Regions from separate parts of the Gossypium arboreum genome. Here region 1 is linked to region 2. A link is a contact called in public Hi-C data. All regions are on one chromosome and are shown on one strand. Each heading gives the region's core, a stretch centred on a gene start, on an enhancer-like site or on the middle of the called end of the contact. The rest is flanking DNA. Distances are from core to core; before and after follow the strand shown.

Region 1 (4,866 bases), core at 1,520-4,019, 280 kb before region 2:
TTCCTCTGTTCCTTCGTAAAAACCTTTGATGTGTCAACGGAGTTCCAACCAGTTTCACCTCACACTTGTCACGGTTGAAATCAGAGCCAAGTGCTCGTTCAACAGCTTTCCACATTACCTGGTTTATGAAGCATTAACTTTTGAGCTTTGAGTTTTCAAGCTATGGCTTTGTCAAAAACATTAGAAAGCAAATATAATTTACCTCTGATCGTTCAGCTTTAAGCTTTTTGTATTCTGCACTTCTACGATCGAGTCCCTCCCACAATTCAAATGGTTCAGTTCCTGGTGTATAAGCGTGCAAAACATGCTTCCCTGGTGGTGCAAGATTCGGACTAAGTACACTAGGTACAGATATTAAAACAACATTCTGATCAGCATCAACTCCTCTTTCCCATTCATTAACAACAATATGATGAATCCCCAAATCCTCACGTACATCCTGCTCATTATGGTGCTTAAAAAGACGTCAATAACATATATGGATGCACAACATTTGAGTAATTAGAAAACTGAGTTACCAGTTACTAATATTTTGGTACCTCAGCGTCAAAGCCTAGATGGAGATGCATGAATGATTCACATTTTGGTGTTGTTTTAACCCTGTCTATGTACGACTTTGGAAGTTGATCCTTCGGTAGCAGGTTTAAAGTATCCCACATGGATGCATTGCTCACAATAGCCATTTTAGCACGTATAAACTGCAGCATATACATTTTCAGTCAATAGCATTTCAAGCAGACAACATTTGCTTAAGTCAATTGTCTATGTTCAGACTATATATTTACCTGACCACCTTTCAGCTTAACTCCAGTAGCCTTACCGTTCTCAACGATGATCTTTTCCACATGACTTCCTAGAGATATCCGTCCTCCAAACTTTTGTATTCCTCGAACAAGAGCGTCAATAATGGCTCCACTTCCATTAAGTGGATACTCTAGAGTACAACCAGGTTTGTACCATTCTGCAAACATATAAACCTGAAAAATTGGAAGTAAAACTTGACAATGTTAAGTTTCAAAGTAGTGTATGTATATTCATAGCATTTCACCTTATAAGCATGAAAAGAAACACTTGGATATCCTTATAGTTACCATCTCTGCTGAGAGTATACCATTGGATTTCACCCCAGCAAGCAAGAAAGCTAAAAGGTCCACCCAATTCCTAATAAAAGGGTCTCTCAGCTCCAAAGAATCCATGATTTCCGAGAAGGGTCGTAAAAGCTTAGGAGCACCAAAAGCTCCCTGCGGTCCCATTCCTACAAATGATTTCAACAAAGAAGGGGCATATCTAGCCGCAGCAGTTGAAATAACTCCCAAATCTCCTCTGATTGATAAAGGAGGCAGTGCCATTGCAGCGGCTGATAATGGAAGTATTGCTTCCTGCAGCCAAATTTCATTCTGAATTTGAGAAATACTTGCAAGTTTTAAAAAGAAAATGAAAGTACAGGTCTCTTAATCCAAATATCCAACACAGTTTGGTATCAATTATATGTTTGAGGCAGTTCTTTAGAGGGTAAAATAATGATAAGTAAAAATAACGGTACTCACGAGAAGTTTTTTCCATTCTTGCACGGCGTTCCGACTAGCATGCTTTTCAAGGTCCTGGAAATTAAAAATAGTCAGGATAATAAGCATGAGTATTTAAATGTGGTCATCTTCTAGCTCATGCTGGATAGTAACATCCTGGCATGTTTTTTCACTGGTTGCATACAAGTTTATCTAGCTCTTGTTTGACAACCGTATTTAAGTCTTTGCATGATAGAGCAATATCTGTATAAACAGTTTATTTGATGCCTTCTACTCTTAAAAGAAATGGGTGTAACAGTATGAATGCAGAGTAATATAAAAATTACAAATTAATTAAAGTATGAAAAGGCATAAAATTGAACAAATCTAACAATGGCAGTCCACCTTCAGAAATTCAGTTGGGCCTATGCGTGATAAGAATTCAGCTTCAGGAATGTAAACCATCCAAGAGTCATATTTTGCACATGGAATTGACTCACCCAATGCATCTAGGACCTGCAACTCAAAGATAAAGGAATGGTGATTCCAATCCAACCAGAGAAATCAAAAGTGTAAAATGGTGAAGGTGAAAAGATGATGTAGCAAAGACCTGTGCAAGAGGATTGGCCTGAGGACCTCTAGACTGAAAACCAGAGAACAAAGATGGACCAGAGTCAAATTTATAGCCTTTAATCTCAAAAGAATGGGCAGCACCTCCAGGCAGATCATGACTTTCCAACACAAGCACATCCTGGTTGTATCTAGCAAGAAGTCCCGCGCAACACAGTCCGCCAATACCACTCCCAATCACAACAACGTCAGCCTCTGGCTTCCCTGCAATACAAGTTGTTCACTTTTACTTCCATAACAGAAATGTGAATTCAGTTTGGTGCATAAGAAAAGGGTATATAATGCAAGAAAATACCTGGGACAGTTTTAGTAGGAGGCTTGACAGAGATGGAGGTGGAGGACGATGCATTTGAAGAAAACTGAGAAAGGTTATTAGGAGAACTTCGGGCCAAAACAGTATTTCTGGAGGTTGGAAATTTGATTCCTGGGAACAAAGGAAGACCCAATTCCATGATCGTAGAGAGGAGTTTCAAAGCAGCGACCAGAAGGTGCTGAGTGAGATGAGATAATTGAAAGAAGAGGCATTCATGGTTTCTGCTAAACAAACTAGCCACGTCATTCCATTTCCTACCCAGATGTTTGGGACTTCCCAACTCCATATGTCCGTCAAAACTGTCGAAGCAGTTTACTTTTGGATTATTTTCTTTCTGGGCCTTGACATTAACCAATTCGAAGCCCAGTTTCTTATCAGCCAGCCCGCCTGAAAACATAGGCTCCGTCTCAACCATACTCATTAATTTAGATGACACTAGCACGTGCGTTGCAATTAGGGGTGTTAAATCGGTTAATCGACCCGAAATAATATTAACTGAATTAATCGAATCTTCAAAATTTTTAACCGTTAACCGAACTAAAATTTTTTCAAAAAAATTAACCGAACCCAAATTTTTTCGGTTAATTCAATCGGTTAACCGAATTAACCGAAAATTATATTTTTTTTAATTTTTGGTTAAAATAAATATAAAATTAACCGAATTAATCGAATTAACCGAATTACCCAAATTAACCGAATTAACCGAATTATTTGTATAAAATTGTATGTTTTTTATTTTTATTTTTATTTTTATTTTTATTTTTATTTTTATATTTTTATATTTATTTATTAAATTATTTGTAATTTTTATGATTGGGTTGGGTAATTGGGTTGGGTTGGGTAGTTGGGTTAATATATATTAGATTGAGTATTTGGGTTTATGTTGGATTGGGTTTGAGTGAATAGTGGGCTATTTATATATTATAATTTTATTTATTAATTTTTTCGATTAAACAGAAAAAATTCGGTTAACCGACCGGTTTCGAACCGAATTAACAGTTAACCGAAAACTCAAAAAATTATTAACCGACCCCGATCGAATTAATTCGATTAACTGATCGATAAACTAAATTCAGTCGGTTAACCGAATTTTTTCGGTTTTACCCGAATTTTGCACACCCCTAGTGGCAACTAAACTTGTTCATAGGTTCAGGTATTTGTTTAACTCTGAAAGTCCATTCAAAATTTGAAAGGATTTGAATAAAAATATTAAGTACAAAAAATAAATTTGGGCAAAAAAAATTAAGCTTGTTTAAAGTATGAGTCAGGCTTGAATATTAATGGTTTGAGCTTGGCCCAACCCGACTTATTTTTTAAAGTTTGTATGTTTTATATTATATTTATTTTTATATATTATGTAATTTATAATACATAAAAATTAAATTTATTGAAGTAATTGTATATATATACTATAGCAATTTGATGTCTCAATATAAGAAAGCATTCTTAGTGACATATTTAATAATTTTTCCATTTGTCATTATATAATATTGTCATGTGTAAATATAGTAAGTTCTTTCGCTTGCTAAGAGTTTTAGCACGTCTCTTTCTTTATCGTCTACTAAAGGCACGTTCTCTTATCTTAGGGTTTTAAGGTTGGAAATTGCATTGTGGCTGGTTTAGGATTTTCATTAATGATGGAGGCATAACTTGCAAATCTAAGTCTTGATGATGAAAAAGAGGAACCGATTCCTTGTGAAAAAGATCTGATTGAAATAGAAGATGACTATGAATTTTGCTTGGTGGGAAAAGCTTTAACGTAGTGTGTGGTTCACTTTCCCTCTCTGAAAAAGAACTTTGGCTGATCTTTGGCATCCGTTAGGGGGAGTTATAATCACAGATATAGGGGGAAAAAGGTATTTATTCCACTTTTTTCTATAAGGTAGATATAAAGAAGGTTTTGGATGATCAATAGACACCTTATTATATTCCACCGGCTGAATATTAGGGAAGACCCACTGAAAGTTTCATTGGTTTATACTAATTTCTGGGTTCAAGTCTATAATCTGTCGTTTGGGGTGATTTTATTGGGCATTTAATCCCATATGATGTTGATTTGATTACGAGGGGGAAACAGAGATATATGCGTTTTAGAACCAAAGTTGATGTATGATTAGCTGTGAATCGCAAGAAAAAGTTGGCATTGAGACAAGAGTGAGAGGGATATGCTTACTTCCAATATGAAATATTAACACTTTTCTATTTTTTATGTGGAAAGTTAGGGCATTGGGAAGGTTGTTTCTCTATAAGGATGACAATCAGGATTTAAGAAGTAAATTTTGGCTAGGACATATCTTTAAGGGTATCGTCATGGAAAGAAGTTTCAATTGGAAGTAGGTGGCTCGGGGAGGATGGTTCGAAGGGATTTCAAAAAAGGTATTAATTCCCATGGTATAGATATGGATGATCAGAATAATG
Region 2 (5,228 bases), core at 821-3,320:
ACTAAACAATTAGAATTGATGCATCTCATTTTGAGGTGAAAGCTATTGTATGGAGACGAATTTGCTCATGTTTTAAGGAAGCAAAATATAATCTGACTCCTAATGACTTATACGGTATTTTTACCATGGGGTATATTACAACTTTACAGCCTGAAGAGATAGAAGCTTACTCTTTGTGGATTCCCGACTTTTTCAGCTGCGCCAGATCCAACAGCACCGTCTTGATTGGGGGAAGAAAAAGCAGGATTTGGCTGAAAAAGGTGTTCAAAGATGGCCATGATAACAAACATTGATATCAAGATGGCAGTAGCAACAAAGCCAAAAGAAATGGCATTCATGGATGTCCCCAAGTTTTTCAATGGAGTTTCCTTATCAACTACTGGTTGAGATGGAGTCGGATCTGAACTTGGGTATATGTTCCATGGCACTGACCTTCCAGTTCCAAACTCATTCATGGCTCGTTTTTGTAGGAACAAACAGTACTTGTGAAATAAAGCAGGTTTAGTAGTAGTTGCAGGTTATTCTTCTCAGAAAATGCCCTTCCTCATTAATGGCTCGACATAGTCTCTGTAAAAGATTGACAAAGGCAATCATTAAGAATCCTTAATACACAGAAACTAACATAGTTTTGAATCCAAGAAATCATAGACGTATGATGAAAGACAGTGATTAGAATCCCAATGGCGCATCATTACAAATGAAAATAAACTTATCAGTAGGTACTTACCAAGAGAGGAAAAACCAGCAGAGTTTTTTAATGAGATTCTTGAAACGAGTTATAAAAACTTGGGTTTTGGTACTTGGAATTAAGAGCTGCAAACATCAACTTATCCCTCCCATCCTATACACCTCTTAACACTGCCCTGGAAAAATAAGGCAGCCACAGCCACCATTTGTAAATGAAACTAAGACGAGGCTGAGACCAGCTAGCTTTATACCCAATTGCAAATGTAAAGACAAAGTTATATGATAATCCCAGCAGTACACTTTTTCTTGAATTGGAATGATGGTACATGATCCTGATGATGCCTAGCTTAATCAATACTATACCTTGTCCCAACAAGCAAACCTAAAGGAATAAAGAGCATTGGCCTTCTTGTCTGGAGACCCTTAGAAAAAGAATGGCCTATTGGTTTCCTTTTTTCAAACTTTGTCACTTTTTAGTTGCTGAATTTAGATGTTATGTTGGGAATTCTGAATTTATTTAAATCTGGGTCCTAATAGGATGATACCAAGCCATCATTTTTCAATATCTCCAATATAATTATAATTATTAACAGCAGTTTCGAAGGTAAAAAAAAAAAAAGAGTTCAAAGATTAATAATTGTTTCCACTAACTAATATTTAACCAAGTTTTCACTGATTATAACTATCATTAAGAATTAGTACATAATATTTGAGGAGGTTACACGAGGTAGGCTGCAAAGATCTACTATGTATCATTTATGTCTGTCCAACATAATCATGGGAAAGATAGCCAAATAGCCAAATCTACCATAATCTCCAAATAAACCAAATAAAAAAAAAGATAAAGACTCATGCAAGGTTAAACTATCTGTTAATATGTCATATACAATTGATTATAGTATCAATTTTTCTAGAAAAGAAGAAGCTGCAAACACAAGAAGAACAAACAGGGTAGAAAGCACATGAAAAAGAAGAACAAGAATTGACTTGAAAGTTTAGGAAGAAAAGAGGTGATTGAGAGGGAGATGTAATGTTGGGATACCTTACAACCAAGCATATGCAGTGGCAGATATGTCATGATTCTAGAGTTGAAAGAAAAAAGGACCGTGGCTTAAAGCAAAGAGCTTGAAAAAAAAGGGGGAAGGGGTGATTTAGACCACAATTATTATTCCTCATATATATTTTCTTTTAAAGTTTTTAAAGCAAAACCTGGTGAGGTGACTCTGAGAGGAACCCGTCACTTTGGTCAGAAACACTAAAGCTAACAACTTACAAAATTACCTCTATTATTTTGTAAAAATGGAAGAATCTATTTTTATTTTTATTTTCTTCAACATACCAACATCGCTTTCTTATTGTTTCTTCCATGAAGCTTAGAATTCATATAACTAGAAAAAGAATGAAAAAGAAAGAAAGAAAAAAACTTGAAGCAATAATTACTTACAGCAGAAATAATGAGGACCCTTGAAAAAGAAACAGTTACCTAAGTAAGGACTCTTTGTCAAACAAGATAATCAAAATGTCTGACAATGATGTGAAAGCTTATCTAAGGCCTAACCAAAAATAAGATAATTTCATAAAGTTTTTGGATTTAAAACAAGTTATAATCTTCTAGTATTATAGTTCATAGATAATGACATCTCAATTAATAACAAAAAGCTTAACAGAAACAAGATTTTTTATTTTTTTTTACACTGAGGTTTTAGTCGTCTAGGAGGAGAGTAATAGGGAGCAAATATTCATTCCAGAGTTCTAGAAAAGATAAAAATAATAATAATATCAAAAGACAGTAGCTTTATCCCTTTTTTAATTTTTATTAAACAAGTAAAATATATTTAAAATTGGAATATATCCTTATATATTTTATATACAATCGACATTCATTCAAATGGAATTTTTGCGATAACAATTACAATTATACATAAAAAAAAAAAAGCCAATTTCATAATGAGGCGTAAATACACATTTCTAAAAGATCACTGTTTCCCATTCCCATATAAGACAAGAGGACCCCTTTGAAAAGGAAAGCACACTGAAGCATGTCTTGGAAAAACCAAAGCTGTTATTTATCTCCGTCAATTCTTTTTATTTTCATAGCCAGGTCAGCCGACCTTTTTCCTTTTCCAACAATTTTACCAATAAAATAAATAAATATATTAAATGCAAAAGAGCAAAGAATTTACATGTGATTTTCAAGTTTCCAACAACATACAACTTCGTCCATCCTTCAAACCAATTGAATCCCAATCAAAAATCCATCCAAAGAAGGGCAAAAATCATTTGATATGAGAATTAATGCCAACTAATCAAATTCTATATACTTTTTAATAATTTATGTGATTTAAACCGAATGCACCAAAAACCCAATTTGACCATTCCAAAAACAGTGGTTCTAAGCGGTCCTATATGCAGAGCAGTGAGCTTGAAAGTCGAAAGCTGTACTAAACTACAGTGTTTGGTGGGTCCCAACTAAAATGAAATTGAAAGTTGTAGTCAACCATAAAAAGAAAAAGTGTGAATTGTACCAGAAATAGAAGGCAAATAAATGTGAACTTGTAGATTAGCCCTACATAACTTGAAAATATAAATAGTAAGTCCCTCGTCATGCCTTGAGCTTTCCATAGAATTTGGCCTTCTCCTGTGTTGTTTGGAAGCGACCATGCCCAAACTTGGATGATGTATCAATGAACCTGAGCTTGATCTCCTCAAGAGCGACCCTTGAAGTTTGATTTCACCAGGGATAGCCTCAAAGTCACTACCCGTTTCTTTGGCCCAACACACCCCCCTTTGATCACCAAATAATCCTCGTTCACCACACCATAATGGGGGAATCCACCCATTGGGGTAATCTCCTTCTCTATCCTGAAATTAGCAGAAGACGGAAGCAATTAATAATGCCCTGTGGCTATCATAATCCTACAAAATAAATAGCAAACTGAGTAGAGGGCACTTGGCTAACCTGTCGTAGTCAGTCATGGCAGCATGCGACTCATGTCCAGCCTTTCCAATCTTGTATACTTTCTTATTCATCTCTGTACGGTGATGGTAGCCATTTTGCCCAGCCCTGGCAACCGTAAAAGAAAACCTGGCTGGATGCCATGCACCAATACAGGCAACCTTGCGAAGACCACGATGGGTCTTGCGTGGGAGACGGGTGACGCCCCATCTGGTCACCACACCTTCATACCCTTTACCCTTGGTCACCCCAATGATATCGATCATCTCATCTTTCTGGAACACAGCATCAACTGGAATATGATTCTCAAAAAAAACCGTAAGCAAAGTCAACTTTCTGAGCAAAATAGTTCCACCATTTACTTGAATCTCCATTAAATGGGCCTTCTTCTGCTTCAAGCCCTTCATCTTTCTTATCTACAGAAATATGCAATAAAGGACATAAAAGAAATCAGGAAAAAAAGAAAAACATAGTAGTTAAAGCATTCAATCATCCAGAATTGGAAGGACTAAAACATAACTACAAAATATAGATCTGCTTGAGGGGGAAATACCTGAGTGTGGGCCAAAACACGAATTACAGTGCAATATTTTTTCAATTTTCCAGCTGCAATTGAATGTCATTTTTACCATCTTCAGTTTCAAACTTCTTTGAGTACTTGGTAAAAGCCTTCTTCTTAGACTTGCACCAGTGCTTATAGAACCTTCGTTTCACCTTTCACTCAGATGCTGAGCCCACACAGAGCCCAAAGTACGAAGACCACGAGGTGTTTTGACATATCCCACAACTCCAACAACCACCATGGGTGGTGTCACAAGGATAGTAACTGCTTCACATGTCTCCTTCTTGTGAAGTTCTGGAAGAAAAGAACATATAAATACATTATGCTATCCACTTAACCATGGAGGAAAGTAAACAATGCAAGAAAGCACATAAAAGGCACATGGTTTTATTTCATATAGCAGCAGATAAGCAACAGACTAGTATTCCAAAATTTACAGATGATGAGTCAGAAGAGAAATTTTTACTTGAACCAGGCTTTCAACCTCCCTCACTATATGGGTCATTCCAGCTTTATATCCCCAAAACGCAGTTAATCTGCATGGCTTAGTAGGATCATCCTTTGGGAATGCCTTAACTGAACAACCGTGAAAGAAGAAAGAAAAATCAGAAGATTTTATAATAAAAAAAAAAAAAATTCATAGAGGGAATTAAAGATATATCCTGAACAAGCTAAAAATCTTAATAATAAGGGAGCGTGCTAGCGATTACAACTTCAGGGATTATATCAAATCTAAAAGGCAAACTACTATACTAGAAAAGATTATACCTGGTCACAGCTAATTCTGCATCAGTATGATTAGTTAAGATGCAATAAGCCATTCAAATAATAGAATAATCTAACAATAGTTACTAAACAAATATAGCAGAATCCAACTATAAACAATTGAAGGGAAAATAGGAGAAACCTTTTCCCCTGTGGCGGGAGGCTCTTTTCCTTGGGAGAAATCCCAAAGAGCCATGCCTTGGATGCTCAAATTTGCGATGAGACATTTTTCTTCAATATTAAGTATCCTGCAAAATT

The links. Hi-C and Micro-C count contacts between places; a contact is called where the count stands out from the background.
Region 1: a Hi-C map of leaf shows a contact between it and region 2, with 4 times the contacts expected there. The contact joins the promoter of LOC108472908 here to the promoter of LOC108467016 in region 2. A contact is called at or near these places in 2 of 5 Hi-C or Micro-C datasets (both in leaf).

The regions. Positions count from the first base shown.
Region 1 is chr2:107,303,683-107,308,548 of ASM2569848v2, reverse strand. It overlaps LOC108472908 (prolycopene isomerase 1, chloroplastic), which reads right to left and starts at 2,769. Exons shown (of 9, transcript XM_017774474.2): 1 at 2,431-2,769; 2 at 2,116-2,339; 3 at 1,911-2,021; 4 at 1,548-1,601; 5 at 1,092-1,379; 6 at 786-977; 7 at 540-698; 8 at 203-439; 9 at 1-118. The coding sequence starts at 2,734.
Region 2 is chr2:107,017,737-107,022,964 of ASM2569848v2, reverse strand. It overlaps LOC108467016, which reads right to left and starts at 2,070. Exons shown (of 3, transcript XM_017767455.2): 1 at 1,730-2,070; 2 at 171-567. The coding sequence starts at 455. It also overlaps the pseudogene LOC108460625.